2 separate regions of the Hordeum vulgare genome follow, and region 1 is linked to region 2. A link is a contact called in public Hi-C data. All regions are on one chromosome and are shown on one strand. Each heading gives the region's core, a stretch centred on a gene start, on an enhancer-like site or on the middle of the called end of the contact. The rest is flanking DNA. Distances are from core to core; before and after follow the strand shown. Region 1 holds the start of LOC123430151. Region 2 holds the start of LOC123426403 (CASP-like protein 2A1).

The links. Hi-C and Micro-C count contacts between places; a contact is called where the count stands out from the background.
Region 1: a contact with region 2 is called in a Hi-C map of leaf, with 4 times the contacts expected there. The contact joins the promoter of LOC123430151 here to the promoter of LOC123426403 in region 2. A contact is called at or near these places in 3 of 6 Hi-C or Micro-C datasets (leaf and seedling) and 1 of 1 datasets of contacts at active chromatin or transcription factors (embryo).

The regions. Positions count from the first base shown.
Region 1 is chr2H:395,664,267-395,667,630 of MorexV3_pseudomolecules_assembly, reverse strand. It overlaps LOC123430151, which reads right to left and starts at 1,317. Exons shown (of 2, transcript XM_045114051.1): 1 at 573-1,317; 2 at 138-470. The coding sequence starts at 1,134. The coding sequence ends at 388.
Region 2 is chr2H:395,382,518-395,386,057 of MorexV3_pseudomolecules_assembly, reverse strand. It overlaps LOC123426403 (CASP-like protein 2A1), which reads right to left and starts at 2,143. Exons shown (of 3, transcript XM_045110238.1): 1 at 1,689-2,143; 2 at 1,448-1,565; 3 at 498-983. The coding sequence starts at 1,918. The coding sequence ends at 708.

The sequences.
Region 1 (3,364 bases), core at 68-2,567, 280 kb before region 2:
AATGGTGGATTTCGGAGGATATTCGTCCTGCCCCCTTGGGTGAGTGTTTGTGTTTTAGTCGAATATATCTTGCAGCGTGCATGCCTAGTTTTTTATGGCAATGTTTCAGCAAGAGTTAGTGTTTCTAAAGAAGTTGGTGAACAAGAAGAATGTCCTTGCATCAAATGTTGTCCTGTGAATACAGGGAACGGTGCATTAATGTTGCCAACACATACATACAGACTAAACTATGCACAACAACCATGGGCGCGCGTCACCAGAGCAACAAGGTTACGGCGTTGAGTTAATTGCACCACCGGTCATGTCCTCTCCCTCGCCGTCTAATGGAACACTCGGATGTACAGCGGTTCTGCAGGAAGAGTGGTTCAATCAATGTAGCTAGCGTTCTCAGCTGGAGTGCTTCACTGAACAAGCCACTACCTGAGCCCACTGCCTTAGCCTTGTCTTGATAAGCTGCGGGTTCTCGCCGGCTGCATCGGTCAAAGGACCAAACAACCGACCACATAACATAAGCTGATGATTCATTCGGAATCTAGGAAGAAATTAACAAGGAAACGTACAATGTTACTGACCTGGACTGCAAATTTTCAAGGAGTCAAGGAGGGAGGGCTGAGCGGTAGGGCTACCGGCCGGGCTCGGCGTGCCGGAGTGCATGGATGACGAGGATGTCGCCACACAAAGGGATGGCAGCGAACGGCTGCACACCCGCATCTTGGGCTCCGACAGCTGCCGGTTCACGGCGAAATACAGGTCGAGGGCGGGGAGCGTGTCGCAGAGGTTCTGGCCTCCGCTCTCCTCGTTGAAGCCGAAGCCAAGCTCCATGGATCCCTTGAGCTCGTCCAGGTCCTCGTCGGTAACACCATTGGCATTGGTGTGCATGTTAACGCGGTCGGCGTCGTACAGGCCCATGCTGCTCCTCTGCCGTTGTATCTGCCGCCGTCGCTTCTCCCACTTGACCTCCCGGGTGGTCTCCTTCATGGACAGCTGCTTCGACAGCATCCTCTTCTTGTTGGTGTTGTCGGCAGCGGCCGGGTGCGTCCGCGTGACCGCTGGCTCTTGCTCCCTACCAATGAAGAGCGACAATGGTGGTGGACGTGGAACGCTGCGCTTGTGTTCTCTGCCGCTGTTGGCCATTTCTTGTGCAATTGTTTCTCTGTAACGGTGTAATGTGTGTTGGCTATCGAATGCGCCGAGGTTAACGTTGCCTTCCCTCCTCCAAATGGGTGGGCAGATTGCCGCGTCGCAGCAGCTGCCGTATCACGACAGCTGCGGCAGGAGGAAGGAGAGCGGGAATGTTGGGAAGACAAAAAGGGGAGGTGATGCTCCTCTCATATGAAGGTGGGGGGAGGAGAACAACAACCCAAAAATAGGAGTATAACCCCGTTTCATTGACCGAGATGCCTCTTCTACAAAATCGAAATGCTAACCATGCCGGATGGTTGTTGCTAACGGTAGGCCACCCGTGCCATTCGGCTGACTACTTACAGGTCGTAGACCAAGAGGATGCTATTTTAATTTTTATAAGGCTAATCTCGGAACTAGGTATGGATGAAATCTTCCCCTCAAAAAGAAAGGTATGGATGATTATTATTATTTTTTTTTTGCGGGGAAGACATGGAAGAAATCTAACCCAAGTAAAATTCCAAGAGTGCGTATGAGTAAAAAACATAATAAACAAGCAAAGGTTTACTTATCCGTTGATAGAAAAGAGCAGCCAAAAAAATGTAAGTTAACGTCAAACCACGTAGAAAATAGAAAACCAAAAAATCAAGCGTAGGTATAAAGGCACCTTCAAAGCCAACCCACAAATTTTCTCCTTATATGTTCGTGGACATACCGGTCTATGAACACGGATGTAGAAGAACTACATCCAACGCTAATCGTGTACATCCGGCCAATAACTCGAATCAATCGGACAAAATTGATGCACACGATGAATTTTATTTAAGTTCGGATACAATTTACATAAAACGATCGATATTTCGACCGATTAAGTAAAAAACTAGAAAAAACTTAAACCCTATACCGGACGACCACCTCATACGCCGCATCGGTGTCGTCATCGTCGTGGTCCCTTCAGTGCCGGAACCGCTGGAGGGCCGCGACAACCTTGTTCGACGGCTACCTGCCGCTTGCGGACGAGCCGCTCCGCCTCCTGCCGCGCCATGCGGAGTGTCGTCGCACCGAGTGTCGATGTGGCCTTCGGAGCCCTGCCTTGCCGCGACCAGCATTGGCGGAGCAGTCGCTAAGTGAGCACGCCTCGCCTATCTTGGCGAGCTCGCCGTCAAGGCGGTGGCGACGACTCGCAGACGTCTTTGCTGTTGTCACGGAACGGTCGAGTGCCCAAGCCGCGACAAGGTGCGGGTCATTACGGACCCATTTCGGCGCCATGTTCATCTTGGCGAACGTGGTGCAGCGACCGTGCACTGGACCTCGGACACCACAACCCGAGAGCCGGAGGAACCACCGAAACCTTGGCCTCGCGATGCGGCCACGTGCCTTGTCGGTCGCGAACGGCACCTCCTTCTTTATCTGGGGGCGGCAGCGTCGAGGTGGCGACGATGGCCCGTCGATCGGGGCACAGCGGCTGTGCCAGCAGGGGCGTCGCCAATTCCAGCTTCATGCAGCGGAGGCACCGGGGGCACACGAGCTACTTCTTCAGGCGACCGCCGATGAGGACGCTACGGTTAGGCGGTGGGTGATGAGGTGACCTACGAGAGGTAGCGTCACGGACCGGACATTAAGGGCCCACCTATGGTCCCACATCGTCATTAACTCTTTGGACTATAGATGCATTAGGGTGCATATTCATGATCCACAAGGATTCACCAAGTCACTTGGACCATGCTCCACGAGTCGATCTCATACCAACACTCGGATAGAGAAGATGTATGAACGGCGATGGCGCTATAACGTCCAAAGGACATAAAGCCTTGCATGAAGTAATGTCAAGACGGACGTTACCTATAACGCCCTTAGTTAAGACGGCGGCTTCCAATAACACTTATAGTTACTCTCATTTAAAGCCTTTATAATGGCGCTCGGCCGATTGTGGTGCATTCTATATAAGCTACCCCGAGCTCCTAGAGAAGGGTTCAACACACTGTTCTAATCACACCCCTCAGAGAAAACACAATCCTTCGGGCACGCGGCAGAGGGTCTTTACCTCTCCGAGAGGGGCCCGAACTAGCTAAATCCGAGTGACCTTTGCGCCGTAGCTAGGCTCCGCCCCGTTTCATTCCTACCCCTAGTATCATTGTTAGAATCATTACCACGACATTTGGCTCCTACCTTGGGGCTGTGCATTTAGCGAAATCTGGCGCAGGTGGAGATTTACCAATCACCATGATGACCCTCGGCGGAG
Region 2 (3,540 bases), core at 894-3,393:
CGAGAGAGAATCTTGATGACATCATTAAACACATGCATAATGAAGAGATGGAGAATTAGGTGCCCAATGGTTGCAAGTAGTACAATTAGATGCATGCATGACTTTTTTTTTCTTTTACCAGTGTTTGTGTGCGTATATATCAGCCGCCGCATGAGAATGCCTTTGGTGCGGCGTCGCTACGTAGTCTAATCCTTATTTCTTTTGTATTTTTTTTGAACATGACATGTATCGATGAATGTTTTGGTTGGTTGCTTTGTAATATAAAACATGAAAACCTTTTTTTATATAGGTCCGATTCAACAAAAAGTTAGAACATCTTGTATATTTATGAACCAAGCGAGTACTCTTTTTTTTCTTTGCTTCAAGCACCTTACAAGCAACTGAAATCATCAAATGAGGAGGAAGCTCGTTGTAGATACATTGATCACCTGGGTGCCCTGCATCGGAACTAAGTTCTCATTTTTGGAACGCATCAATGAATCCACCACAGCAGACGATTCAAAGCTAGTACAGTATATAGAATCAAGTAAAAAGAAGAGGCAGATGCACTATATGTAGCTTGAAATTAACTATGAGCCCTTACAGATTATTTCGTTCGCCTACACACACACAGCGATACTACTACGTACGTACGTGTTTCGACTTTCGAGTTTTGACCCATGAAGCAGCCAAAGCCTGAAGCCACAGCAGCTAGGGATCCCCTCCGCTCAGCGCGGGAAGGCAGCGATCTCGACGCCCTTGTTGCCGAGCGAGGGCATGGGTGCGTCGTAGGCGCTGAAGAGGCGGTAGGACGAGATGAGGGAGAGGAGGATGTAGCAGACGACCGAGCCGAAGGTGATGGCCACCGACGTCCGGGCCTGCCTGCAGAAGCCGCCGAACACGCCGCACGCCTCGCTCCACGTCACCTCCTTGTCGCCGTTGTATGCCAGGTAGAGCAGCTCTGCCGATGCCGCGCCGGCCGCCAGGATCAGGTACGTGAACACCTGCATACAACCACCTTGCGCGTTAATCAGCATGAATAAATGATAACTGATTCCCGTCACTGGGAAAATTCTACAGTGCAGGAAAGCTAGGATCTGGTGGTGACTCCTCCATCTGTGCTCTAAAGGGGATAGTTAGCTGGAACAAATCAAAGGTCGTACCAATAATTTGTCATAAAACCTACTGATATCCTCAGCTCTCCAAACTGACGCATGGATTTTGTTACAGAACTATACTTTTTAATACATACAGTAGTAACGAAATCGGAAAATTGACTGAAGTAAAAAGGCTCTAGTCATCATAACTAAGCTGCAAAATATTGTTCTAATCATACTCCCTCCGTTCCTAAATCATAAATATAAGTTTTTTCAGAGATTCTACTACCGACTACATGCGGATGTATATACTCATAATTTAGAAACGGGGGAGTAGTTATCAAGGCAGAGCAGAGGAACCAGTGAATAACCTGATCTAGGAGGAAGACGATCCAGGAGCGGGACAGCGTCGCCGGCCGCGGCACGGCAGTGTAGAACGCGGAGACGAGGGAGTAGGCCGCGCACAGCCCGTTCGCATAGACCAGGTACCTTCGATTTTGTGCCAAAAAAACACAGGGACATGAATTGGTGAGGGAGCTCGGCAAAGACCGGAAATTAAGGAGCTAATGAACCCGAGCTACGGAGGGGTCCAGATGCGAGGGAGCAACGTACTTGAATCCGCCGAGGTCGGAGTAGGAGACGGTGCCGTACTCGTTGGTCTGCGTGTCGCGGAGCATGACGGCCATGGCGGCGACGCAGAGCCCGAGAGGCGCGGCGCGCAAAAGCGTCTCCAGCGGACGGACCCGCGCCTCCGCGGCTGACAGGTCCCCTGCGATCAGCCCGTCCTCCCCTCCGCCCGTCGCCGGCGCCGAAATCACCTTCTCGTCCGTCATCTTGGACATCTCGACTAGCAGTCAGGGACCAAAAACCAGCGTCGACGAAGCAAAAGAGCTCAACTTCCTCTCACTCCCGGTCCCGGTTGCTTGCTTGAAGGAAAGGGGATCGGAACGAGGGGAGGCGCGCATTTAAGGCGTGGAGCTGGGGAGGTTAGTTGGAGCGCAGCGGGGTGGCTTCAATGCGGGCAGTTAATGGCGCGGTGGCAGTACCGTATGGGCGAGCAGAGGGCAGTGACGAGTCGAGTTGAGTCCACTAATCGGCAGCTGCGTGTTGCGTCGCGTTTGTGAATTTGCCCTCCTCCCTCTGCATTGGTGTCCGCTCGCGGCGGACCCGTGTGCCACGTCCGTCGCGCGGCCAGAACTTTTATTTTTGCAACTCCAAGAGCATCTCTCTAATAGAACCCCCAAACCCTTAAAAATAACCGCCTTTTTTACAGTTTTCGTCCGAAAAACGGCGTAGACTAGAACCCTTAAACCCTTAAACCCGTAAATATTTTTAGAGGTCCAACCCTCAAACTAGTTTTAAGCCTGTAGAAGTGAGGGTTGGGAGGCCCGCACTCCACTTCCCACCTCGCGCGGGAGGTAGTTGGTTCCCGCCCGCGCGAGGAAGTTGCCTCGGCCGCCGCCACCCCGCCTCCCCCCGCGCTCCGGCCGCCGCCCCGCGCCCCGGCCGTCGCGCCCCCGCGCCCGCCCCGCCCGCCGTCGCGCCCCCCGCGCCCGCCCAGGCCGCCGTCGCGCCCCGCCCGCCCCGGACGCCATCGCGCCCCGCCCTGGCCGCGGCGCCAGCCGCCCCTCCGCTTCCCTCTCCCTGCCGCAGAAGGAGCTCGTCGCGGCGGCGCCGCAGCAGCAGCAGCGCGCGAGCTCCAGCAGTCGGCGCGCGCGGTCCTGACTGTATTTCGATTTTGAGGGTTGGATTTGAGGGTTCTAGTCTTTGCCCCTGTTTGCCCTTAAAAATGTCAAAAATGTGCAATTCTCAACCCTTAAAACTGGTTTTTGTTTTAAGGGTTTGAGGGTTCTACTAGAGATGCTCTAACACGACCATCAATTTCGTTCGTTGTTTAGATTGACTCGGACATAAAAATCGGTTCAACGTGACAATTAAAATGAGCGTGTGTCTGCTTTTCGTCCGCACACACGATACGGACGCGCGCGCGTTCGCCTTCTCCTCCCCGGGCCCGCTGGTTGGTGGCAGGTTGGTCTTCCCCCATCCAAAAGCAACCCTCGCCTTCTTCGTCGCCGCTGCCGCCGCTCATTTTTTCCGATAACTCTGCCAGCTGTCGGCGCCACAACATCCGCTCAGCAACGCCGTCACCTCCCACGTCGCCCGTCACCGTTGTCTTGCCGCCGGGGAACCGACTGCTTCCCTCCCCCGCTCCCCCCCCCCCCGACACAGCCGCGACCGCGACCAAGAAGCCGCCTCGCCGCCCCGATCATATCCTCACCGACACGCTCGTCTGACGCCGGCAGGGCAGCTAGCTGGTTCATGCGCGCCGCGACTCCCTTCACCGGCCGTTTCCTTCGTCGACGCCCGCAAGTTGTTCGACAGTTTGCCAAGGTACAAAATGGACTTCGCCGACGAGTTCTTTTTTGACAATTTCCTTTACGACTCCGACGATTCGTCGTCCGAT